Linked DNA regions of Mus musculus: regions 1, 2, 3, 4, 6 and 7 are each linked to region 5. A link is a contact called in public promoter capture Hi-C data. All regions are on one chromosome and are shown on one strand. Each heading gives the region's core, a stretch centred on a gene start, on an enhancer-like site or on the middle of the called end of the contact. The rest is flanking DNA. Distances are from core to core; before and after follow the strand shown. Region 1 holds the start of Phyh (phytanoyl-CoA hydroxylase). Region 2 overlaps Sephs1 (selenophosphate synthetase 1). Region 3 overlaps Frmd4a (FERM domain containing 4A). Region 4 holds the start of Bend7 (BEN domain containing 7). Region 5 holds the start of Dclre1c (DNA cross-link repair 1C). Region 6 holds the start of Prpf18 (pre-mRNA processing factor 18). Region 7 has its middle 22 kb from the start of Gm13179.

Region 1 (3,418 bases), core at 751-3,250, 1.5 Mb after region 5:
TACTGTTAGTGTGCTTGCCTCTTATGGGGGATTCTGGGTTCTAAGCTCAGTTACCACAAGACAAACAAACAAACAAACAAAAATACAGGTTAGGAAACGTTACACACAGAGCCAGGAGGAAATTCTATCTTGAGTGCCACAATCTCTCATCCTGTGCTGGTCTTATGTCAGTTTAAGACAGATTAAAGTTAGCTGACAGGAGGGAATCTCAAGGAGAAAACGCCTCAAGAAGGTCCAGATGTTAGGCATTTTCTTAACTAGTGATTGATGGGGAAGGCCCAGGGCATGGTGGGTGGTGCTATCCCTGGGCTGGTGGCCTGGGTTGGTGGTCCTAGGTTCTAGAAGAAAGCAGAGGCTGAACAAGCTATGGAGAACGAGCCCAGTTAAGCAGCACCTGTCATGTTCTCTGCTTCAGCTCCCACCTCCAGGATCTTGCCCTGTTTGAGTTCCTGTCCTGACTTCCTTTAATGAGGAACAGATCAGTAAAAATGTAAGCCGAATGCACCCTTTCCTCTCCAACTTCCTTTTTTGGTCATGGTCATGGCGGCAATAGAAACCCTAAGACAGGCCCCAAAGCCATAATTCTCTCTGTTTTTTAGGGAAACCAGTCATCCTCAGAATGACGGTCTTAATCTTTCAATTCTGCTTGAGGTGACCCAAATTCAGACTAATTTCAGTTTTGTTTTCTTCCTTCTCCCTGCAGTTCCCATTTTGCACCAGGTGAGGGCAGTAAGAACACACCTATTTCCCAAGTGGGGGGTGGGGGGGGAATGCAGTCAGTCCTGCTTTTAAACTGTGGGCTAATTAAGCCGGTCTCTCAGGACATGGTCAGGCTTCCACCAGGTTGCTCAGGCTGGACAGATGAGGTTGGGAGATAAGCAAATGACCAAGCCGGCCCTGGGAGCTTCAGCTAAGCGAATCTCGTCCTAAAGGTCAAGGCACAAAGGGCAAATCTCTGCAACCTGAAAACAGGAAGTAGCCAGCTGGTTACTTGCTTGTCTCTCCTGGACTATGGCACTGTCACCAAATTATCTAATGAAAGCATTTAAGAAACAATAACATGTTTATGGAGTAACTAGAAGCAATCTAGAAGTAACTCTCTTAAGAGACCGAGAGACAAAGAGATTGAGATTATGTGTAGTGGTTGAATTTCAAAGACTTTAGGAAAACAGTTTTGTTTTGTTTTGGGTTTGGTTTGGTTTGGTTTGGTTTGCTTTTTCGAGACAGGGTTTCTCTGTGTAGCCCTGGTGGTCCAGGAACTCACTTTGTAGACCAGGCTGGCCTCGAACTCAGAAATCCCCCTGCCTCCGCCTCCCAAGTGCTGGGATTAAAGAAAACAGTTTTTAGCTACATAAGAAATTTTACATGTTATACTGGCTGGTGAGATACACAGTGGTTAAGGGAGCTTGCTGAACAAACCTGACCATCAGAGTTCGATCCCCAAAACTCAGGTGGTGGAAAGAGACTCAACTTCCCTGAAGATTATTTCTCTGATCTCCACAAACAAGGATGCAAACATACATACATACATACACACACACACACACACACACACACACACACACACCACACCCCATCACCACTACCACCACCACACACAAAAATGTAATGTAAGTTATCCTAGACCGTGTGGATCGCTCTTCTTAAAAACTAACAGCCAAACTTTCTAATATTTTAGGATGAATTCACGCTAAATTTAATGTCTCTTCTGAATAACACAGATGATTTTAATTTTTAGTGGGAGAACTAGTCACATAGATTAGTTGTTCATAGATTAAAACTACCAAGTTAAAAGGGTGGCTCAGATCCCTAACGGCCTCGGGCTGCTCGGCTTGCATCACCCCAGTCGCAAAATTTCGGACCTTGCAGATTAGAACAAAGACACAGCGGCGGGGAGCAAGGACTCCAGACAGCCTAGGCTCGCTCCCTCATCCCCAGCTCCCCAACCCCCAGCCTGGGGGAGGTGGCGCTGTGTCCTGCCCTTGGACAGAACTCCACCCTCTACTAGGAGGCGGGGCCTTGCCGTAAGTTAAGTGTGACCTGGGCGCAGCAGTTTCGTCTGCTGGCCCCCACCATGAATCTTACGCGCGCCGGCGCCCGGCTGCAGGTCCTTCTGGGACACCTCGGCCGACCCTCGGCCCCAACGATTGTATCCTTTGGGCTGTGGAAGGGCTCACAGGCTCGAAGGAGCCTCTCCGCCCTGGTGGTGGCTTCAAGGACATAAGAGAGCCTCTGCGCCGCCATCTCTTCCCTGTCTCCATCCCTAGGGTTCCCGGGTGGAGGCTGCATCCCCAGAGAGCCCTCGTCTTCTGGAAGGGCTCTCTGGTGGGACTTCTCTAGGCAGCATTTTGAGCCTTCAAGAAACCGTGGTTTCTTGCTGGTGTAAAGCGGGAAGCATAAAGCGAAAGGTGACGACGTCATCACAAAGAGGCTTGCCATTTTTTGAGTTGACTTCTGCATCCAGAAACACCAAGGACAGTTGCCCACAGGTGCTTGCCTGTGACCAAGGCCGGCAGAGGCAGGGATTCTCAGAGGTCAGGAGGAGGCGCCAGTCGCCAAAAAGAGAAGGCTCAGGACCCTGTCCAGCAGGTAGCTAGCTGCCCATCTCCACCTGCCCTCTGTCTGTCACCATCCCACTAGCTGTGTAAGCTCCCACTCCAGGGGCCAGGTGTCCCCAGTCTCCTGAGGACTGAACTGGTTCCCGGAAAGCGACTTCAGAAGCGAGTGCCTGGTGATAAATGCTTGTGATCCCCCTGGGAGGTGCAGGTGCAGACTCGAGGGTTGGTTGGTTGGTTGGTTGGTTGGTTGGTTGGTTGGTTGGTTGGTTGGTTTTTCGAGACAGGGTTTCTCTGTATAGCCCTGGCTGTCCTGGAACTCACTTTGTAGACCAGGCTGGCCTCGAACTCAGAAATCCGCCTGCCTCTGCCTCCCAAGTGCTGGGATTAAAGGTTCGTGCCACCACCGTCCGTCCGGCAGACTTGAGGATCTTAATGGCCAGCCATCCTGGCCAAAAGTGACAGACGGTCTAAAAAGCAAAACAAAACACTAAACCAAGGCTTGGAAGCAGTTATGCACACGAACACGTGTGTGTACACACACATCACACACAAACACATACATGCATACACTCAGACTCTTGGGGGATGGGAGGAAGCATCAAACTGTTGGCCCCTCGCCCTAGAAATTGCTAAAAATGAATGGTTTAGGGTTTTCAGTGCCTGCCACCTCCGAGGCTGATCATAATAGTTGTTTATTTGGCCTTCCCTGTTATTCTGCCTGTGGGGCTTTTGGTTTATAAGCAGCGGTGTGCCAGGCTTACCTCAAGCTTAAACTCTACAGGCTAATAATGTAACTTCATTTTACACTGAGAAACTAATGGGGAAAGACCCTGATTAGTGTGTATTGGACTAAAGCAGTG
Region 2 (3,353 bases), core at 663-3,162, 1.5 Mb after region 5:
ACCTCTGTGTCAGCGTTTTAAGTCTACAGTGGTTTTGTGAGTGCAGGCTTGAATGAGCATCATCCCGTCAGCACCCAGAACGTTGGCTTCCCTTACCCACGCCTGTCCTTATTTGCAGACATTTCTAGTTTGCCCTTCCCGCAGTGTTCTTTGTAAGGGCAGCCTGCTCTGAGCACTGTGATAAATGGAACCGTGCTCTGTAGGACACTTTGTACCTGGCTTTACTTGCTCTCATATCATCAAGTTGTAGCACAAATCCATAGTGCTTTTTTTTTTTTTTTTTTTTTTTACTTTTTTGTTCTGTTTTGTTTTTTTAAAGATTTGCTTATTTTATGTATATGAGTACACTGTAGCTTTCTTCAGACACACCACAAGAGGGCATCAGATCCATTACAGATGGTTGTGAGCCACCATGTGGTTGCTGGGAATTGAACTCAGAACCTCTGGAAGAGCAGTCAGTGCTCTTACCTGCTGAGCCATCACTCCAGCCCTCTTTGTTTTGTTTTTTAAGAGTGAGTTTCTCGGGCTGGTGAGATGGCTCAGCAGGTAAGAGCACCCGACTGCTCTTCCAAAGGTCCTGAGTTCAAATCCCAGCAACCACATGGTGGCTTACAACCATCCGTAACAAGATCTGACTCCCTCTTCTGGTGTGTCTGAAGACAGCTACAGTGTACTTACATATAATAAATAAATAAATAAATAAATCTTTAAAAAAAAAAAAAAAAGAGTGAGTTTCTCTATGTAGTCCTGGCTGTCCTGGAACTTTTTTCTGTATTTGAACTCACACAATCTGCCTCCAGCTCCCATGTTCTGGGTTCAAAGGTGTATGCCACCACCACCACCACAGTACTTTGTTATGGCCTAGTAAGCTATTGTCTGTATATACCTCAAGTTTGTCTGTTGACTGGTGGACTTTTGAGTTGTCTTCTCCTATTACTATAAACCCCCTTCAAGTGCAGTTTTGTTTTGCTCTTTTGTGTGTGTACAGACCCAAGTTCTCCACATCCCCTCTAGAAGTTGTTTTTTGTTTTTTTTAAAGATTTATTTTATTAATATATGTAAGTACACTGTAGCTGTCTTCAGACACTCCAGAAGAGGGAGTCAGATCTTGTTGCGGATGGCTGTGAGCCACCATGTGGTTGCTGGGATTTGAACTCTGGACCTTCGGAAGAGCAGTCGGGTGCTCTTACCCACTGAGCCATCTCACCAGCCCTAGAAGTTGTTTTATGATGCCATTCTCCTTCTGCTCAGAACCAGTGTAGTGGTACCTGCCTACACAGGTGCCATCCCATGTGGCTTTGACTTGCGTTTCTTTAATGAGTAGTGGTGGCAAGCATCTAGTCTTAAAGCTTTGTTTGGGGTGAAAAAACATTTCTCTGTATCCTTTAGAGATGGATTTCAACATAGATTGTCACGTTCCATGTTTGATGTTCAGAGAGGCACCCTGTCCTTCATTTATTTGGTTTAGATTGATTGATTGATTGATTTCTGTGGTGGGAAACCACTTGAAGGACCTGGTTCTTCTCTCCTGGGGAGTCCTAGGAAAGAAATTGAGCCCAGGTTCTGAGAGTTGATGGCAACCAGGTCCAGAGAATTGGTGGCAAGCACCCACTAAGCCATCGACTGACCCTCACTTCAGTTCTTAATTAGTAACTGGCAGGTAGTATGTTGACCTGAGTCAGAATGTAAAAGATGTAAAAAGAATCTACAGTGCAGTGGTCATGATCTGTGTAGAGGCTCAAGTTTCCTGCCAGACTCTCCTCCTGTTAGTTTTGTGTATTTGCTATTGCTGTTTCAATTATGTTTGGTTATTTTGATGCTGTAACTAATGTTCCAGGCATAACCTTGGAGCAGGTCATTGGGACTAGTTCTAAGAATCCCTAGGTCAGGTGGGGTGTGTTAGTAATGCTGAGAGCCTGCCTGTCATAAAGGCTCTGCCAGGTTCCACTCCACAGCAGTGAACAGGCAGGCCAGATTCCCCGGATGGCGATTGCCTGGGTTTACAGACCTGATCTCTGCTCTTCTGCTTTGTGGTTTTGCTTGCTTGCTTGCTTTTCCATAATAGGGAGTTGAACCCCAGACCTGAGTGTGGAAGGCAGTGGCTCTGCTGTTGGCTACATCCTCAGATCTCTACACATCACACACACCCCATCTCTCCCTTTAACTTGTTCCTTAGGGCTGCCATGTCAAGCAGGCTTTGATCTCCCTGCCCTAGTCTCCCAGGCAGCTGAGGTGACAAGTGAGTAGCACCATAATCTTGCTCAGAAGAGAGAAGCTGAGCACATTGTTCATGTTTAGCCATCTTTTCATTAGTGGAAGCTCCTTTTACTCCAGTAGCAGATGGCGTGCCCAGTAAGCATCCTGCATCTATTTGGGGCAAGCATGAGGACCTGAGTTTTGTCTCTAGCAGCCACTTAAAAACTAGTTATTGGCAGTGCTCACCTGTATTGCCATCAGGGAGACAGACACAGTCAAGTCCCTGGAGCTCACTAGCCAAAATGGTAAGTCCTGGGCCCAGTGAGAGACCTTATTTCAAAAACTAAGCTGGAAAATATTAAAGATAATGTTGACTTCTGGCTTCTACCTAACCCACATACATGTGCATTCACACACACACACACACACACACACACACACACACACACACACACACACAGGAAAGGAAGAATTGTTGCAAAACGTTTATTTTAAACAAGATTCCCTTTTTGCTTTACTGTTGCCGCCTCCGTTAGTGTGATCAGAACGTGCTCTTTTCTTTTCTGCAGGCCAGATAATGCAGTACCTGGGGATGTGCTGGTATTGACAAAGCCCCTGGGGACACAGGTTGCAGTTGCTGTGCACCAGTGGCTGGATATTGTAAGTAAAAGCAGTTCAGGACTGGGGCTGGGCTGAGAGTAGGGGTGGGTGGGACAGTTAGCTCTCACAGTTGCTCTTTAGTTTCAGAGTGGTTTGTGCTTTGTTTTGTTTGAAGCGGGGGGGGGGGGGCACTTGTGAAATGAAAACTTTAAATTTTACCTCTATAAAATTATCAGTAAAGTCCTTAGGTGAATTATCCATATTCTCATAAATGAAAATTTAAGCCATATAAAGGGGTGCGAGTCCCAGCTTGAGGAATCAGGTCAGGTGTTGACATAATTGTCATGGAGTTTGGGGGTTTTTTTTGTTTGTTTTTTGTTTGTTTAATTTTTATTTACTTATTTTATGTATATAAGTTACACTGTTGCTGTCTTCACACACCCCACAAGAGGGCATCAGATCCCATTACAGATGGTGTGAGCCACCATGTGGTTGTTGGGAATTGAACTCAGGGCCTCTAGAAGAGGAGTCAGTGCTCTTAACCGCTGAGCCATCTC
Region 3 (3,014 bases), core at 125-2,624, 1.1 Mb after region 5:
TCATCTCATTTGCTGTATGGGAAAAGTTGGACTTTCTCAACCTAACCACAGAGGAATGCTTTCCCTTGAGATTCTTGGTACGACTTGAAAAGTACCAGCAAACCCTCTGAACCAGGTCAGGAGGCCCCGTTGCATGTTTTTTTTTTTGTTGTTGTTGTTTTGGTTTTTTTGGAGCATGTCAAGATTCTCTGATGGCAATCTTCCCGAGAGAGAGTGGATAGCCACCAAGCCACCATAAAGCTGCTGACAAGTGCCCTGGGTCCTCCTCCTGAAGTTGCTTCATCGCTTTAGATAAAGCAGGGCTGAGTGAATGGAAGTGGTCCGTCTTGTCCATCTTGTCCGTCTGCACGAAGAATGCACGCATGCATGCCTGTACACACCTACAGCAAACCACATTCTGTCATTCTATACCATTTTCCAAAGAGCAAAGGGAATGATGCCCTTTCACTCAGTAGTGAGGGAAAGAGGCCCAAAATACATACATCATGGCTTCAGTAGCCAAAAGATACAGCATTCCCTCTCAATAGAACATTATCACATGTCTGCCACCACCCTGGATTCCCAGGCAAGATTCTGGCTCAGGAAATGACCCAGCAGGAGCCCCTCCTCCTCAGGTGACACTGGAACCATTGAGGCTCCAACACAGAACTATCAATGCGATAAGCCACAGGAATGTCACAGCACCAGCCTTTGCAGGTGGCCAAGTGGAAGCCTCTCACAGCTCTTTCTTGAAGAGCCTCCTACCTCTCCCCTGCTTCTCCATTTTGTCTTCTGTCAAGGGAAAGCCCACAGCCTCGGGAACGTATCGGGGCTTTGTATACTGTTTGTTATCTTGATCAGTTTGTTTCTCTGCTGGAAAAGCACAGGTAGGGATCTACTGCCTGGGAAGCCAGCTAAAAGCCAGCCGAGGGAAAAGCAGAGTCATCTTTTGTATGTCACGTGGCAGCTGGAACCTGGCAGGAAGATCTCTGGGACATCTGTCTAGTCCTCCGTGGTGGACTCGGCTTTCTGGGGAAACTCGGGAAGTGAACAGAAACTCAAAGACTCTGTTTCGTTCCAGCAAAATCTTAACAGTGTAATCACCTGGAAAAAAGAAATGCAAAGGGGGGTTATTATTTATAATAAGGAAATAGTGAACGTATTAAAGTAGAAGACAGGAAGCGCACTGTGCAGGGAGGCTGTAGGGAACTGAACTAAAACTTGGGAGAATATACAGTACCATATGTCTGAAAATTATATGTAAGGCATGAACTGCTTGGGAATAAATAACGTTCCAAACAAGGGAGAAAAGCTTGGAGAATAGACAAGCTCTCAGCAGCCGAGAGCCAGCCTGTCTTCCTACTGTTCCGAGTCTGGTTCCTCTATTCTCTCTCTAGAGGACTCCTCTGAGGGAGGGCGTCCAGTGACTGTTACACTCAGTAAATAGTAACTAGGGATCCTAAGAAGTAGCGGCACAGCCTCCTCCATCAGCCTTGCTCTGTGTGCACAGTCTGAGGCCTCTCATCCTGGCTCCCTTTCCTCTATTGCCAGACACATTCTGACTCTGGGTGTTTTATACTCTCTTCATCTGAAGGGAAAGGGAAAGCTCACCCTAAAGACACTCATTTCCACTTACCCTAAGGACACCTATAATGAGAAAGAACTTGCCTAAACTAGGTCACACGTTTACGACTGTTGCTTAAAGCTTCGCTATAGCTGGCAGAGCACTATACGGAATGTTCACCCACAGGACCTGCAGAATGGGCTGTGCGAAAGCAAAGGCCTTCCTTCCTCCCTTCCCCCACCTCTCTTTCCCCACACAGACAACTTACATCTAGCAAATGAATCAAATTGTGAGACACCAAACTCCTGCTCGGGGCTGTCTGCCAAAGGTTGATTTTGAGTTACACATGAGATAAGTCTCCCAGCTGGTGTTAACCATTAGCCCCCTGTTGACCATTCACTACACCATAGATGTAAATGTTTAACAGAAGGGCTCACATGTCTCACACACACACACACACACACACACACGCACACGCACACGCACACACACACACACACACACACACACACAATGTGCTTCCAAGTACCATGAGCTCTTTAGCAAAGTGATCAGTGGGAAAGGAAATGAATAAAGCTAGAAATGATCTATTGCAGAAACCCTGGAGAGTTTCTATGAACATGTTTGTACTCTGTCATGTTACGGGAGCTGGCAGTCCCACAACTGCCATTGCAAACATTCTCCCACATCCCAGCTCTGACCAGGCAGATGAATTGCAGAGGTGGTTAAGCTGCTGTGGCTCGTTACACATAAAGAATGGTTGTCTTCTAGTCCTCCACATGGTAGAAAGACGGCTGTTAGTTCCCTTGAGCTGAGTAGCAACTATCTTTGTCTATCTTTAGAATTCCTTGGCCTGAGACCTTGAGGATATCCCCTCTTCAAAAGATGTGGACTGCTCCAATACAGTGTCATGAGTTATGGCGGACAAGCCTAGACACCCCCCCTTCTCCCCCAAGACTAATTAGAAAATCCATATATCAGAGTTTGGCTTGTAGTTCAAAATAACTCTCAATTTAAATTATTCTTCAGTGCTAACTTCAGTTGTAAATTTTGTTCTGAGAGGGTGCTGGCTGGGACTGAGACCTTATTAACTTGGAAGGGGCAAGTCCTAAGATAAGGCCATATATTAGACAAGAAATTGTGGTTTTCCGGCACAATAACTGCCATTAAGGTCCTCATGGTCTGAGGCAAGTCACAAGTTTTTGGACTCTATCCTCAGAAAAAAATAAATGGTGTTAAGCTAACAGACTAGTCTCTAAGTCTCTCCCAGCTTTCCCTCTTGTTCAGCCACTCGGTATCAGATCTAGTGATACGGGACGAGAAAGGAAGATGTACTGGGCATCATGCCTTAATCACAGCACTGAAAGGCTGAGGCAGGAGGATTACCATCAGTTTAAGGCTAGCCAGTGGTATAGAGTGAGAGAAAGAAAAAGAGAAGGAAGGGAGAGAGGAAAAATGAAGTCATAACTTT
Region 4 (3,264 bases), core at 678-3,177, 1.3 Mb after region 5:
GCTGTTTCATAGTCTTTACACACCATGAGTGGATACTCATGGACCATCTTTGAAGAGCTCAGTCAAAAGGGCAAAGACATAGTTACTATTAATTTTAGGTAGTCTCTTAAAATATCCCCTTAACTACATAGAGGATATTCCCTTCAGCAGGTAGAAGTCACATTCCTGCTTGAACTTAAAGTGAATGATATCTTTCCTAGGGATGTACTTCTTGGGGTGATACCTTCAATGATTTCATCATAGTTTAAGCACAATAAAAGCTTACTTTATGCTCCAAGGCGAGACTACTCTGCATTATTCAATTAGCGTAGTACTCAGCCTGTGACTATTGGAATAAAATTTGACAAGGGATCTCTCTCTCTCTCCCTCCCTCTATCTCTATCTCTATCTCTCACGGCCCCAGAATGGGGTGTAGAATGTTTTCTTACTTTAGAAACATCCCAGACACCTTCAGGTTTATAAAATTCTGGTTTTGAATGGAGGTGGGGGAAGAAACAAGTGGGATTATTGCCCAAACCACTATCATACTGAACCCTTCACTGCATCTTTTAACTCTAAAGAGATCAAAGAACTTCACCAAATACAATTTCATTTCTTCCATACACTTTTCTGGGAAAAGGACTCAGCCTCTAACATAATCTCAAAGAAGTAGGAAAAAAAAAATGAATCCCCTCTTAAAGTGATTTGCTTTAGAGCTGGATGAAGCGCTTGGTCTCCCTGCGGCCAGCCGGGTGTCCACACTGCCGGGTGTCCACACCCGTGTCTATCCACACCCGTGTCTATCCTGTTGTCTCCAGCTGGCTTGCTGCTCACCGGTTCTTTGGTTTTATTTCCCAGGCATGTTTGCACTGCTTGCTCCTTGGTAGTCACCCTGCTTCTAACGTCAAGGTTCTATCAGAGTGGCTTTTGAACGGCTGTCCATTTGAGTGCAACTAACCTCAATCATTCATCAAGACAGCCCACCCCAGCCCCCTCCCCCCTTTTCTCTGCATTCTTTGGAGCAACCTGACCTTCCTAAGGTGTTGGAGCAGCAGCCCATCCCTTCTTCCCCTTTGTACTTTGGTCTAGAAACCGTAGATTTGGAGGCCGTACTTTTAAGCGTGTCAGATCATGTTTCCACACTACCATTCCCAGGTGATGTAAAAAATCTTTTCTATTCCCACTTAAAACATGTGGTAAGAAATGGCGCCTACAGTAAGTGCACACTTGGCTCCCCAGAGAAAAAGATTACATAAAACTCCCAATGGCCATTGGCGGACGGCAATTATTTTGGTATTTCTGCGTCAAGTGGCAGAGTCTATGCACCTGCTATGACCACTGTTTCCCTAAGAGCCTGCACCCCCTTGCACTCCTCACCTCTAGTATTCCTCTCCCCAAAACACCATTCCAAGCACCCCCTTTGCATATAACTTCCCCTACAGTCCCCAGGGTGGGGATAAGAATTGATGTTCGCTCCATCCCATAGTCTTCTCAGCAGTACATGCTCAAATTTCTCTCTGTTTGCTCCAAGAGCGCGGATGGGTAAGTTCTTCACCCCCTCTTAAAAGTTGCCTAAAATCCGCGTCTGGCCCTGGCACCGCCCGCCTCTCAGACAGAGCGAGGGCTGGCCGCCAAGGAGCCACGATCCCTGGCTTATTTCTAAAGGCAGGTTCGCCTCCGGGAGCCGCAGAGGGAGGCCGGGCAGAGCGCGGCGTCCGTCCGGGGGGGCAGCTCCACGGGCCCGGGCCGCTCCGGACGCTGAACCGCGCGGCCTCCGGCCCATGCCGGGTCGCCGCACGGCCGAGTCCAGCAGTGGCGGCGGCCCCCGGGGGATGGCGGCGGCCGGGCTCCGCCAGCAGGTGGTCCCGGGGTCCCGGCGGCGCCGCCCCCTTCGACGGCGCGGCCCCTACTCCCGCGGGGGAGGTCAGCGCCCCGGCCGCCGCTCCGCACCCGCCGCCGCCGCCCTCCCTCGGCTCGCCGCGTCCCCCGGGCCGCGTCCGCAGGCTGAGCCCAGGCGGGCCGCGGCGAGCACCCCACAGCTCCGCGCCCCAGCCCGGCCCCGCTCCCAACGGAAAGTTGGGCTGCGGCGGGCTGCGTTCGGGAAAGAGCGAGGCGGCATGAAGGGGCACCGAGGGGTCGCCTAAGACACCGGGGAGGCGGAGCCGCGCGCGGGGACAACTTCGCCCCGGGCGCGCAACCCCCGGCCGGGCTCGCGGTGGTTCCTCCCGTCCCTCGGCCTCCCCCGCCGATCGCGACGCGGACCTTGGTCCCGGCGGCTCCGCGGCGGTGACACGAGCCCGCCTCAGCCGCCGCCTCAGTCTCCTGCCGCGCCGCCACCTTGCCCGCACCATGGAGTTCTCGGAGAGGAAAAGAAGCAGGAAATCCCAGAGCTTCAAACTGGTGAGCCGAGGTAAGCTGCCGGCCCGGGGACAGCGGCGGGAAGCCGGCGCCGCGCTCCGCGCACTCGGCCCCGCGCGCCCCGGCCGCCCGCGGGCTCCACGCCGGGGGCGCGCCCGCCCCGACCCCCTCGTCCCCGCCCGAACCCGGGCCCCCCGCGGGCCGCACACGCCCCGCCGCGGGGAAAGTTGTGCCTGAGGGGGACCCACCGGGTGTTATTGAAGGTAAACAAGTCGGAGGGCACGTCAGGAAATTAGCAAACAATGACACCGGGGAGCCGAGCCCACTCTGGGGTGCCGCCGCCACGGCGGCCGCTGGGCTGGGGTGGCTGAGGGTTTGCCTGGCCGGCAGGCCGAGAATAGACTGGGATTTGTTTTTGTTTTCGTTTTTTTTTTCCTTCCCCCACGCAAAGAGAAGGAGGAGAGAAAAAGATGATCATTGTTCTTTTTAAGAAGAATCAGCTCATTAGGGAATCGAAGCTCAAGGCAGAAATTGTTGACATACAGCATCTTTTCCAGTTGAGTGATTTGGGTGGAAAGGTAGTTTTAAGATTATCTCGTATACCAGTCAGACAAGTGTCGCATCACAAGAAATAAAGAAAAATCCAGCTTGGTCCTGCCGACTAACAGGTGTACAGCACACTCTTTATAGGCGTTTATTTTGTCCGGGGAGGAGAAAGTTGAGTAGTATCTCCTCTGGGTTCTGTTTCTTGTTCGAGTCCATCTTCCTGATTTGAGTCTTTAAAAAATGGTGCCAACTCGGACAAGAAACACCTGTCAAAATGTATCACCTTAATAATCGAGAATGGTGATACCCCCCCCCCAACCTCCCCAGAGGTAATGGTACAAGTTCTAATATGAGCCCACACTCTTTAAATATCTTTGCATT
Region 5 (3,364 bases), core at 362-2,861:
AAACCAAGGCTTTACCGGTACTACTGTGTGGAATGTATAAGTTGGTGTGTATATCCAGAACACTTCCCTCTACTTCCCTGCTTCCTCCTTATGAATATCTGAATGTGAATAGAACCAGGTATTATGACTGCAAGAGTAACCAGATGTTCTCTGACCCTGGCATTCCGACCCCTCTGCTCAGAGCTTACTCCTGGCATCATCCCATGATCACTTCTGCCTCTGTGAAAATATTCTTGTCATATTCTTCATTTTTGTGGCTTTTCAAATGTGCTGAACTCGGATGGCACATCAGAGTTAGCCATGTAACCACTGTGGATCGAGAAACCTCATCTTAAAGGGAAAAAGAGAGTTTATTCTGGGGCCATTTTTAATAACCTTGGGGCTGGAACAGAGATTTGGGTCATCCTAAATTCCATGTTCCAACAAGGAAAGAGTTTCACAGTTTTATAGAAGAAAGTCTTAAGTCAGGTCATATTTAGTGTACATCGGAGAGCAAAGATGAGAAAGCTTTTCTATAGGCCCGAGATGCTATCTGATGACGTTCTTAATTTTTGGGTTAGGTGAAAATAGTGGTCTGCTAAACTAGGAGATTCCAAAAGGTTTTCATCTGTTACTCACAAGATGTTAATTCCAACAGAGATAAACAAGGGATGGCTATTCCCAAGGGCTAGAACTAGCTCAAGATACGATAATTCGCTTCTGGATCTGCAACATTCTAATCTCCCCACAGTACTAAAACCAGTCGCTCAGTTTTTGCAGACACTGCTTCTTTTCAGTTTTCCTGTTTACCTCCACAAGGCTTGCCAAAGTGTTCTGCATAGCAGGGTTTGGAGGTTCCAGTTGATCAACAGTGCTGAGTATCTGAGGAGAACTTGCTAGGAAGGAGAAAATAAATGCCACTGACAAAGTCTTTGGTGGATCTTAGTATGATTACTACACACTTTCCCACCCTGCCCCCCATCCTCTCCCTCTGTCTCTTTATATATCCTTCTGACTTCCTCAAAGTACAACTTAAATGATTACTGGAGGCCAGCAGATCAATGGAATCTTTACTCCCCCCACCCCTGCTCTAAGAATCTATGTCTGAATTGTAGCCTTCAAAATATAGTTAGCTTATATAATACAGAAGAGGGAGCAACTACCAATGGAATCTACTAACCAAGAGTCAGAGGCAATGACTCATCCAATCCTCGTGGTTACCCTATAAAATACAAATTGGGATAAGATTTTTAAAAAAGTGAAAAGAACTCGATCTTCACTAGATCTGAGGAAATGCAAGGCAATATGGTTAAGAAAAGGGAAGCTCTCTGGCCTCCATTCTCAGTTGTGTTTCGTTTCCTGCCTTGGTTCCTCCACAGATGCGGGCAGATCTGCATTGCGCAACAAACACTTCGGTGTCTTTTCTTGCTTTCTGGCAGGAACGTGACTTTCCATGACCAGCCAGTGCTACCCACAAACTACGCACAGCTGTTTCTCCGTGCCCAGCTGGTGCAGTTATTTAAACCAAGGGACTTGGGAGGCTGGATCAGGATTGGATGCCCATTGGCTCCGCCCCTACCTCAAGGGTCCTTTGATTGGATGTGGCTGAGCTCTGCCGGCCTATGGGTAGGCGGTGCGCAGGTTCCCGGAAGTGGCGCCCAGGGTCAGTGTGTGCTTCTGTTTCCGAGGTGGGCTTTGGGTCTAGTGTTCCCGGGTGCGATGAGCTCCTTCCAGGGACAGATGGCGGAGTATCCAACCATCTCCATTGACCGCTTCGACAGGGAGAACCTGAAAGCCCGTGCCTACTTCCTTTCGCACTGTCACAAGGGTGAGTGAGCTCCTCTCGTTACCTATTTCAGGGGCGCTATGGTCTGAAGAGGCAATGGCAGAGGTCGGCACCTGGTGAGGGGAGGACAGGCTGGGACTCCGCGAGGCACTGGGAAGCACTCCTAATGCCAGTTGGCGCTTAACCTCTGGCTTTATTGAGCTCCTGGTCTGTACCACCTCTGTAACCCCAGCTCCTAACCCCAGCTCCGGTTGCAATCAGACCTGGACGCTGTGGTAAGGCAGAGCTGTTAGAAGTGCTGGTTGCTGTCCCAGCGGAGGGTATGTTTGGTAAGGCTTAATTAATTAGCTCATGCCCAAACTTCCCTAATTCTCGTTTATCTCGAGTAAGGAAAACACGTTTCAGAACGTCTACACCCAAAGACATTAGGTAAGAGCGAAATGCCCCTCTCTCACACAGGCACGTGTTTCAGAAGTTCTACATCCCGGAGATATTTGGCAAGAGCCCAAGATCGATCTGTACATCTATCTCTGTCTCTCTGTCTCTCCTCCTCCCTCTCCCTCCCTCCCTCGCTCCCTTTAACCCCCCCCCCCCCACACACACACAAATGTTTCTCACACTATACTCTTGGGTGTGTGTGTGTGTGTGTGTGTGTGTGTACAACCAGTCGATAAGCTTGGCCAAGTGTCCCCCATTTTTCTTCTTTATTATTTACTTATTTTAGGTTGTGGGGCAGAGCTTCACGTATCCTAGGTGGAGTCATATCAGCCCACCCAGGTTCTCATACTCGCACTTGATCTTCCTGCGTATGTCCCCTGACCCAGGTGGGACTTGAATAGCTTTCATCAGCTCAGGGTCTAACCCTTTTTAGTGGTTCCTGTTCCCTACTCTGAAAGGTTCGTCATGTGCAGAAGAGCCAAAGGCCTGTGGGAATCTATTTGCTCAGAATGGTGAGCCTTAGGTAGTTTCTCACAGTAGGAAGCTTACAAAGACAACCCAGCTGTTGCAGGGAAGAGAAATCCTCTAAAAAACCAAATCAAACAAAACATGGTTATGATTTCTAATTCTTTTCCTTGTAGATCACATGAAAGGATTAAGGGCTCCTTCCTTGAAAAGAAGGCTGGAATGCAGGTAATTGGCTTTGTTACTTATTTGTATTTAAGTAGATATCTTAACTGAGAGATAACACCTAGGCAGAACAGGACATACACCCTAGCAGGGTAGCCTGTATAAACTTTATGAGCTTATATAAACATTATGTGGCTTCCACACAGATAAGAAGTTGAACACTACCATGTCCCAGACCCCTGTCTAGTCTTACCTGCTTCTTCTCCAAGAAGTATTTCCTATTTTGAGTTTTTGTCACAATGAGCTAACTTTGGATATTCTTGAATTTTAATATAAACAGGTGGCTTAATATGGTGGTCTAATCACAACATGGAGGAATCAGGAGGATTTGTGAGTTCAAGGCCAGCTTGAGTTACATAGTGAGAACTTGTCTTAAACAAATGAAAATAAATAAACAGGATCATATACTGGATAGATTAAGACATCTTCAATATTTTTCAAAGGTTTATTTATTTTTTTATTTTACATGTA
Region 6 (3,213 bases), core at 91-2,590, 1.2 Mb after region 5:
AAGATGGTGGGATACATAAAGGAGTCCAGAGAATTAATAACGAACGTAATTTAAAGTATGGAGAATAACTAACCTAATTTAAAGTCCGGAGAACTAATAACTAGCCTAATTTAAGTTTGCAAGCAGTTTTAACACTTCACAAAAAAATATGTAAGTATCTAAAAAAAAAAAAGTCACACATGAATTACTTAAATTATCAAGAAGATGAGATTTAGAACCATACAGAAACCTCTCCACCAAAAAGACAGGCAACATAAACCGCGGGCAACAGTGCAGACTAGCCAGCCTCTGACATAGCTCATAGATGTGCAACATTTTGAATGACTTAGGCATGCATGTACTCTGTAACCCTGCGGTTCCAAAGGGATAGGGCTCAGAATCTGCTCAACCAATTCTGAGAAACAGCTCAAACACTCATCCCTAGGAGAATGGGTAACCAGATCTACTCAGACAACAGAATACAATTTCAGAAAATTAATACATACATACATACACACACACACACACACACACACATACATACACACACACAGCAAAGTAATACCCCGAACATTCTAATCAAACGAAGCTCCATATGAAAATGTACATCCTATTGATGTGACATTCTAGAGCAGGCAAAACTGAGGTATAAATAAGTTGCTTCGGTGGGTAATCCACGCAGGGACTGGAAAGTGGACATTGCTATTTTATCTCCTCATGGAGAATGGGTTACACAGGTGTTTGCACTTGTCAAAAGTCACTGACTAATAAACAAGATTTTTACACACACGCACACAAAGAGGAACAAACTCTGCACTCTATGGCGTGTGCCAGATCGCTTAGGAATAAAGCCGACTAACTCTGCAACATGCTTTGGAATTGACAATGACTAGTATGCTGTTTTATCACTCTGCCTGCGGCGGATACTGGTTAGGACAGCAAGCGCCGCCGAAGTGAGCCAGACTAGGCTTGACATCCATACTCTGCCCCTTGCTAAGCCCTGGGCCAGCAGCTTGCCCGGGACAGTGGCGGATCTGTCAGCCCCGTGCCCGCCCCAGACCCTCTCAGGACCATCACCCTCCCGCCAACACCGCAAGCACAGTCCACCACCCTCAAGCCCGAACCACAGCTCCGGGACTCACCACCAGCAGGTTCCTGTCCTCCACCAGCTGCCGCTTCCGCAGAATCTCGGATTTCAGGATGTCCATCTCGCTCCCAGGGTCTAAGTGTCTTCACTTTGACTCCCCAGCTCCTCGGCGGTAACCTCACCCGCCAGGGGAGGGGGAAGAGGACAAACCACGAAGCAACCAGAGCCCAATTATCGGAAAACAACAACTGCCGGAGCCGCTTCCGGCGGAAATCAGGATGAACGAAAGGAAGGTAGGGAGCGCCCCTCGGCGCGAACGCGGCCAAAACCGCTGAGTATTGTTGCCCCCTAGCGGAACCCTCCAGATACACACTTGTGATTTCAGTAACAGGTAGAAAAGAACAAAAGGCCGGGCAAAGGTAGCACAGGCCTTTAATCCCAGCACTTGGGAGGCAGAGGCAGGCAGATTTCTGAGTTGTCTCAAAAAAAAAAAAAAAACAACTGTTTGTCTCTTTAAATGGTTATTGTGCCCGATTGAACCAGCTTGTATACTCCTAAAGTTTGCTTCATAGTTCCTCAATTTACTTATTTGCCAAGAGTGCTAACATACTAGAGAATGAGAAATACATAAATAATACAAGTTTTAAAATGGCAGTGTTTATTAATTGCCTATTCAACACCCTGTAAATTTATTGTGTTTTCTGGTTATGCAATCAGCAATGAAGATTTTCAATGATGATTGGGAATATAATCATTCTTTCTTATAACCTAGCCCAAGAAAAAATATGTTGAAATTCTACTTTGATTTGTTTTTATTTTTATTGTGATTCAGGCACTCACTGTGTTGCCTGGGCAGGTCTCAAACTCTTGCTATCAAAGTAATCCTCCTGCCCCAACCGCAGAGTGGACCTCCATACTTGGCAGAGTTTTGGTTTTGTTTTGTTTTTTTTAATCTTAGAACCATTTATAACATATCTATTCTTGGTTCCATGCCATGAAAGCATCTTTGTTTTTAGTTGTCATAATTCAACAATATTTTATGTTACATTTTTCTATTCTAGAAGTAGTGAAATAACATTCAATTCAAACTCAAGTGTAGGTAAGATGGTTTATCAAAATAAAAACTGAAAGGATTGCTCATTAGAAAGTTTTATACTGGGGCTGGTGAGATGGCTCAGCGGTTAAGAGCACTGACTGCTCTTCTAAAGGTCCTGAGTTCAAATCCCAGCAACCACATGGTGGCTCACAACCATCTGTAATGAGATCTGATGCCCTCTTCTGGGGTGTCTGAAGACAACTACAGTGTACTTACATATAATAAATAAACAAATTTAAAAAAGAAAAGAAAGTTTTATACTGTGTGTGTGTGTCTGTGTGTGAAATAGGATATTTCATCTAAAAGATATCTGAGGACCAAAAAGATGGCTGAACAGCTAAAAATAGTTGCTGCCAAGACTGATGACCTGAGTGCAGTCCCTGGGAACCCACATGGTGGAAAGAAAAAGTAGATTCTCAAAGTCATCCTCTAACCACAACCACACCACCACATACACACACGTATACACACGCACGTTCACAACCACACCACCACATACACACACGTATACACACGCACGTTCACAACCACACCACCACATACACACACGTATACACACGCACGTTCACAACCACACCACCACATACACACACGTATACACACGCACGTTCACAACCACACCACCACATACACACACGTATACACACGCACGTTCACAACCACACCACCACATACACACACGTATACGCACACACGTTCACACATGCAACTGAAGAATAAATGACTAAATGTGGTAACTTTTTTAAAAAGTAAAAGATGCCTAACTTCTGTCCTTGGATGAAGCATGCTGACATTCTTATGTGAATAGTTGTTACCAGGGTCAAACCATTTACCCACATCCTTCTGATTTAGGAACTAGAGATGATGACCCCCAAACCTGAAGTGTTGGCATAGCTTATACAGTTCACAGAGAACCAGATGGGACACTATCAGGGTAAACTCAGAAAAGGCTATCTCCTCTTCAATTCCCATCTTTGACTTCTATGTTTATGCAAAGCGCATTAAATCATGATGAGGGTCTCAGATCAAAGAACGAAAAAGACGAATACCC
Region 7 (3,204 bases), core at 694-3,193, 1.2 Mb after region 5:
CACTGCAATTGTATCCCTGGCCTGTTGTCACCTGACAGACAGCTCTTTCCTAAGCATACGGCTACTGGCATGCATTAGCAGATCACTGCAATTGTATCCCTGGCCTGTTGTCACCTGACAGACAGCTCTTTCCTAGCAGGAAACTGAAAGGCTAGCCTCCAGGAACACCCTACATGGAAAGCCCTTCCTGACAAGGGGCTAGAGCCTGCCAATAAGAGCAACGATGCACGAAGAAGCTGGACCTGTCTGAAAGTAAGCAGATAGAACAGTGTTTCCTACTTCCTGAACTCTGGCAACTGTCTGGGAAACTGCTTAGGGCACTATCACACTGTCCCAAAATAATCTATACTTGAAACAAAAAAGGCCTCTTGTAAACATGTTATACATAAAGATGCCAAAATGAGCCTGTGCTCTAAGATCCGTCAAAGGAAAGCAACTGGAATTTAGCTTCACTCACACACACACACACTCACACACACACACTCACACACACACACACACACACACACACACACACTCACACACACACACACACACACACACACACACACACACACACACTCACACACACACACACACACTCACACACACACACACACACACACACTCACACACACCCCTACTTCTGCCTCTCACATAATGTCAACATAATAACTCTCATTTTTATCTTGATTCCTGGAGAACACAAAGTAAACACCCTGATCCTGTAGAAAATATTAAAAATATTCAGTCCCTGACTTCCCAGAATAACTGTTAAAAGACACACAAAACTCTCCCCAGAGTGTACAGATCCACTTGAAGGCTGTGAGCAGCCAGTGGCCTCTGTCAAGGCCCTGCACACTTGGTACAGAATCCGTGTGCTCAGTCTTAGGTGCTTGTGAATCAGAAAAAGCAGCACAGGATAGAGATTTAAAGGGTGAGGAACTCTAGCAGCATTAAACTGGGAGGAGCTTAAGCCAATTCCCAAGGACACTAACATACAGGGGCTCTCACTCAGACCTTGCGCAAGGAGTTGGCCTCTCTGAGATGACAGCCACTGAGGTATAATATATAACTGCCTGGTTTACACTAAGTCACACTGCCAGCAAAGTCACTTCTATTCAGCCAAGGCAATAGTGTAGATAATAATTGGTATTCTAGAATAATTGGTGTACACGCACATGCACGCACATGGGTGTTTTTTATTCTTCGTAGAAGCACATTTTATAAGATGTTATCCTTATAAGCCAGTAGTAGGTTACTTTTGCTTCTCTTTCTGGTACCCATTTTCCCTAAAACTCACTCCAGTCATGCACTCCTCCCCTCCGCTTCACCTAGCCGAGTCATCAAGATGGACGCCTTGTGATGCCAACAGCTCCCTTTTGTCATTTTATGCAGCTTACCATCAGGCACTGAATGTAGACAGTGTTCCTTACTCTACTGAGATAACTTCTTCACACCACTATGTTTGTTTGGACTCTCTTACTCTTGGCTCCCTGTATTTTCTCATCACTATTATAAAGTACCTGAGAGAAACCACCTCAGGGAAGGTTTTATTTGACTCTGGTTTAGCAGGCAAAGGGTAGTACCAGGTCCTTGCAAGTAAACGTACCCTGATTCTTGGCTGACCAGAACACAAAACGCAAAACTGGAACAAGAGGCACATATAAACTTCAAAGATCACTCCCTAGTGAACTACTTATATCACAAAGGCCCCACATCCCAAAGATCCCACAGAGCATAGCCATCTAGGGACCACGTGTTCAAACACACAAGCCTCCTGAGAACATTTCCGATTCCAACCATAACACACTGCTCTCCTGGTTTGCTGTGTCACCTTTCTGCTGGCGACACCAGCACTTTCCATCCATTCTGGGGCTCTTCTTTCAATCTGTACTTCCTATTGCCTCTTCAACAGCGAGATGTCAAAAACCTAACTCTTGATTTCCCCCTCCAAACATGCTCCAATGGCCACCCTCAACTTAGAGGAAGTGCCATCTTCCTAGGGCTCAGGTCAAAGATCTTGTAATTATCCCTGATGGCTCTTTTTCTTCCCACATCTGCAGTAAACAAAACAGATATGAATGTCCATCCTTGTGAGATTTATACTGCATTGTGGGAAAGAGGAAGAAAATAAAAACTGAATCATTTACCAGAGAGGGGCAGGAAAGCAGGCACAGTAGAAGATTTAGCCCGAGACGGAAAGAGTAATGCCATTTCCACCACGTCTGCTAAGGAAGAATGCTGGTACACTTACAGTGCTTAAGAGTGCTTCCAAATTCAACTAGTGTGAGAATAAGGTTAAGGCCACAGCTACATGAGACAGGAAAAGGGGAGTCAGGATGCAGCAACCTCAAAGCTTCATACAAGAGTCCCAGAATCAGAGAGAGACTGCTCACAGGAGTAGGAAGTGCTCTTCTGCCTTCACTAATGTGCATAGGCGTGCAAGCTCCCACACACGTGAGCTTACGTCACAGACACACAAATACAAATGAACGAATACGTAACGAAACACTAGGATTTTACAGAAAGTGCAAAAATTCAGTTCCCTTCTCTGAAATCCCATGCTTGTAGGAATGCCACTATGATGACACCGTTAAAGAAAGAGAAAAAAAGTTTCATTAAAATTGGCATACAGGCTGGGATGAGTCAGTGATTAAGAGCGCTTGGTGCTCTTACAAAGGACCCAGATTCACTTCCCAGCACCCACGCAGCAACTCAAACCATCTGTACCTCTACTTCCCTGGGATCAGATACTGTTCTGACTTCCATAAGCACTGCCCAAGTGCAGTAAGCTTAACTACATGCTGGAAAAATACTCATGGACATAAAAATAAGTCTATAAATGTTTTTAAAAGATTACCAAATGAAATGATTTTTTAATGGGGTCCCTACTCAAAGATAGCTGAAAAGATTATATCAATATCCAAGCTGGGCATGAGATTTGTTCCTTCCCATTAACAATTAGCACAACAATTGGCCTCAGCCATAGTACAACATCTATGTCCATAAGAATGTATACATAAGTATAAACTAGCAAGAGGGGCTGGAGAGATGGCTCAGTGGTTAAGGGCATTGACTACTCTTCCAGAGGTCCTGAGTTCAATTTTCAGCAACCACATGGTGGCTCACAACTGTCTGTAATTGGATCCAATGCCCTCTTCTGGTGTATCTGAGGACAGCTATAGTGTACTCATATACATAAAATAAATAATTCTTTAATAA

The links. Promoter capture Hi-C pulls out the DNA fragments that hold promoters and counts their contacts.
Region 1: a contact with region 5 is called in a promoter capture Hi-C map of pre-B cells, with 5 times the contacts expected there. The contact joins the promoter of Phyh here to the promoter of Dclre1c in region 5. A contact is called at or near these places in 4 of 39 promoter capture datasets (embryonic stem cells, liver and pre-B cells), 1 of 484 Hi-C or Micro-C datasets (B cells) and 1 of 115 datasets of contacts at active chromatin or transcription factors (astrocytes).
Region 2: a contact with region 5 is called in a promoter capture Hi-C map of liver, with 4 times the contacts expected there. The contact joins the enhancer-like site here to the promoter of Dclre1c in region 5. A contact is called at or near these places in 3 of 39 promoter capture datasets (embryonic stem cells, hippocampal neurons and liver), 1 of 484 Hi-C or Micro-C datasets (CD4 T cells), 3 of 115 datasets of contacts at active chromatin or transcription factors (astrocytes, embryonic stem cells and microglia) and 2 of 9 other capture datasets (adipose tissue and liver).
Region 3: a contact with region 5 is called in a promoter capture Hi-C map of liver, with 2.7 times the contacts expected there. The contact joins the enhancer-like site here to the promoter of Dclre1c in region 5. A contact is called at or near these places in 15 of 39 promoter capture datasets (the 3T3-L1 cell line, 3T3-L1-derived adipocytes, the C10 cell line and 10 more), 1 of 484 Hi-C or Micro-C datasets (cortical neurons), 3 of 115 datasets of contacts at active chromatin or transcription factors (astrocytes, large pre-B cells and pro-B cells) and 2 of 9 other capture datasets (adipose tissue and macrophages).
Region 4: a promoter capture Hi-C map of embryonic stem cells shows a contact between it and region 5, with 3 times the contacts expected there. The contact joins the promoter of Bend7 here to the promoter of Dclre1c in region 5. A contact is called at or near these places in 9 of 39 promoter capture datasets (the 3T3-L1 cell line, cranial neural crest, embryonic stem cells and 6 more), 3 of 115 datasets of contacts at active chromatin or transcription factors (astrocytes, large pre-B cells and stem cell-derived neural progenitor cells) and 2 of 9 other capture datasets (embryonic stem cells and pancreatic islet).
Region 6: a promoter capture Hi-C map of liver shows a contact between it and region 5, with 9 times the contacts expected there. The contact joins the promoter of Prpf18 here to the promoter of Dclre1c in region 5. A contact is called at or near these places in 4 of 39 promoter capture datasets (embryonic stem cells, hippocampal neurons, liver and 1 more), 1 of 484 Hi-C or Micro-C datasets (cortical neurons), 1 of 115 datasets of contacts at active chromatin or transcription factors (pro-B cells) and 2 of 9 other capture datasets (adipose tissue and liver).
Region 7: a contact with region 5 is called in a promoter capture Hi-C map of the HPC-7 cell line, with 8 times the contacts expected there. The contact joins the enhancer-like site here to the promoter of Dclre1c in region 5. A contact is called at or near these places in 8 of 39 promoter capture datasets (3T3-L1-derived adipocytes, the C10 cell line, the HPC-7 cell line and 4 more) and 4 of 115 datasets of contacts at active chromatin or transcription factors (astrocytes, embryonic stem cells, large pre-B cells and 1 more).

The regions. Positions count from the first base shown.
Region 1 is chr2:4,916,996-4,920,413 of GRCm38.p6, forward strand. It overlaps Phyh (phytanoyl-CoA hydroxylase), which reads left to right and starts at 2,001. Exons shown (of 9, transcript NM_010726.2): 1 at 2,001-2,149. The coding sequence starts at 2,075.
Region 2 is chr2:4,893,924-4,897,276 of GRCm38.p6, forward strand. It overlaps Sephs1 (selenophosphate synthetase 1), which reads left to right. Exons shown (of 9, transcript NM_175400.6): 6 at 2,766-2,856. Among named protein-coding and RNA genes, the nearest start is that of Sephs1, 14 kb to the left of the region's middle. Within about 2 kb of position 1,913, at least 4 of the 459 cell types and tissues checked have an H3K27ac peak or open chromatin away from gene starts, as enhancers often do. A contact at or near this core is called in liver, where this site is marked.
Region 3 is chr2:4,508,532-4,511,545 of GRCm38.p6, forward strand. All of the region lies in intron 5 of Frmd4a (FERM domain containing 4A), which reads left to right. It overlaps Gm39751 (a long non-coding RNA gene), which reads right to left. Exons shown (of 5, transcript XR_865941.3): 1 at 1,812-3,014; 2 at 745-1,083. Among named protein-coding and RNA genes, the nearest start is that of Gm39751, 3.6 kb to the right of the region's middle. Within about 2 kb of position 1,375, at least 45 of the 459 cell types and tissues checked have an H3K27ac peak or open chromatin away from gene starts, as enhancers often do. A contact at or near this core is called in adipose tissue, hippocampal neurons and liver, where this site is marked.
Region 4 is chr2:4,715,904-4,719,167 of GRCm38.p6, forward strand. Bend7 (BEN domain containing 7) reads left to right here and starts at 1,928. Exons shown (of 9, transcript NM_178663.4): 1 at 1,928-2,389. The coding sequence starts at 2,329.
Region 5 is chr2:3,422,520-3,425,883 of GRCm38.p6, forward strand. Dclre1c (DNA cross-link repair 1C) reads left to right here and starts at 1,612. Exons shown (of 14, transcript NM_146114.3): 1 at 1,612-1,807; 2 at 2,845-2,896. The coding sequence starts at 1,699. It also overlaps a transcript of Meig1 not described here.
Region 6 is chr2:4,650,795-4,654,007 of GRCm38.p6, forward strand. Prpf18 (pre-mRNA processing factor 18) reads right to left here and starts at 1,341. Exons shown (of 10, transcript NM_026045.4): 1 at 1,122-1,341. The coding sequence starts at 1,187.
Region 7 is chr2:4,614,513-4,617,716 of GRCm38.p6, forward strand. No RefSeq gene overlaps it. Among named protein-coding and RNA genes, the nearest start is that of Gm13179, 22 kb to the left of the region's middle. Within about 2 kb of position 1,944, at least 11 of the 459 cell types and tissues checked have an H3K27ac peak or open chromatin away from gene starts, as enhancers often do. A contact at or near this core is called in the HPC-7 cell line, where this site is marked.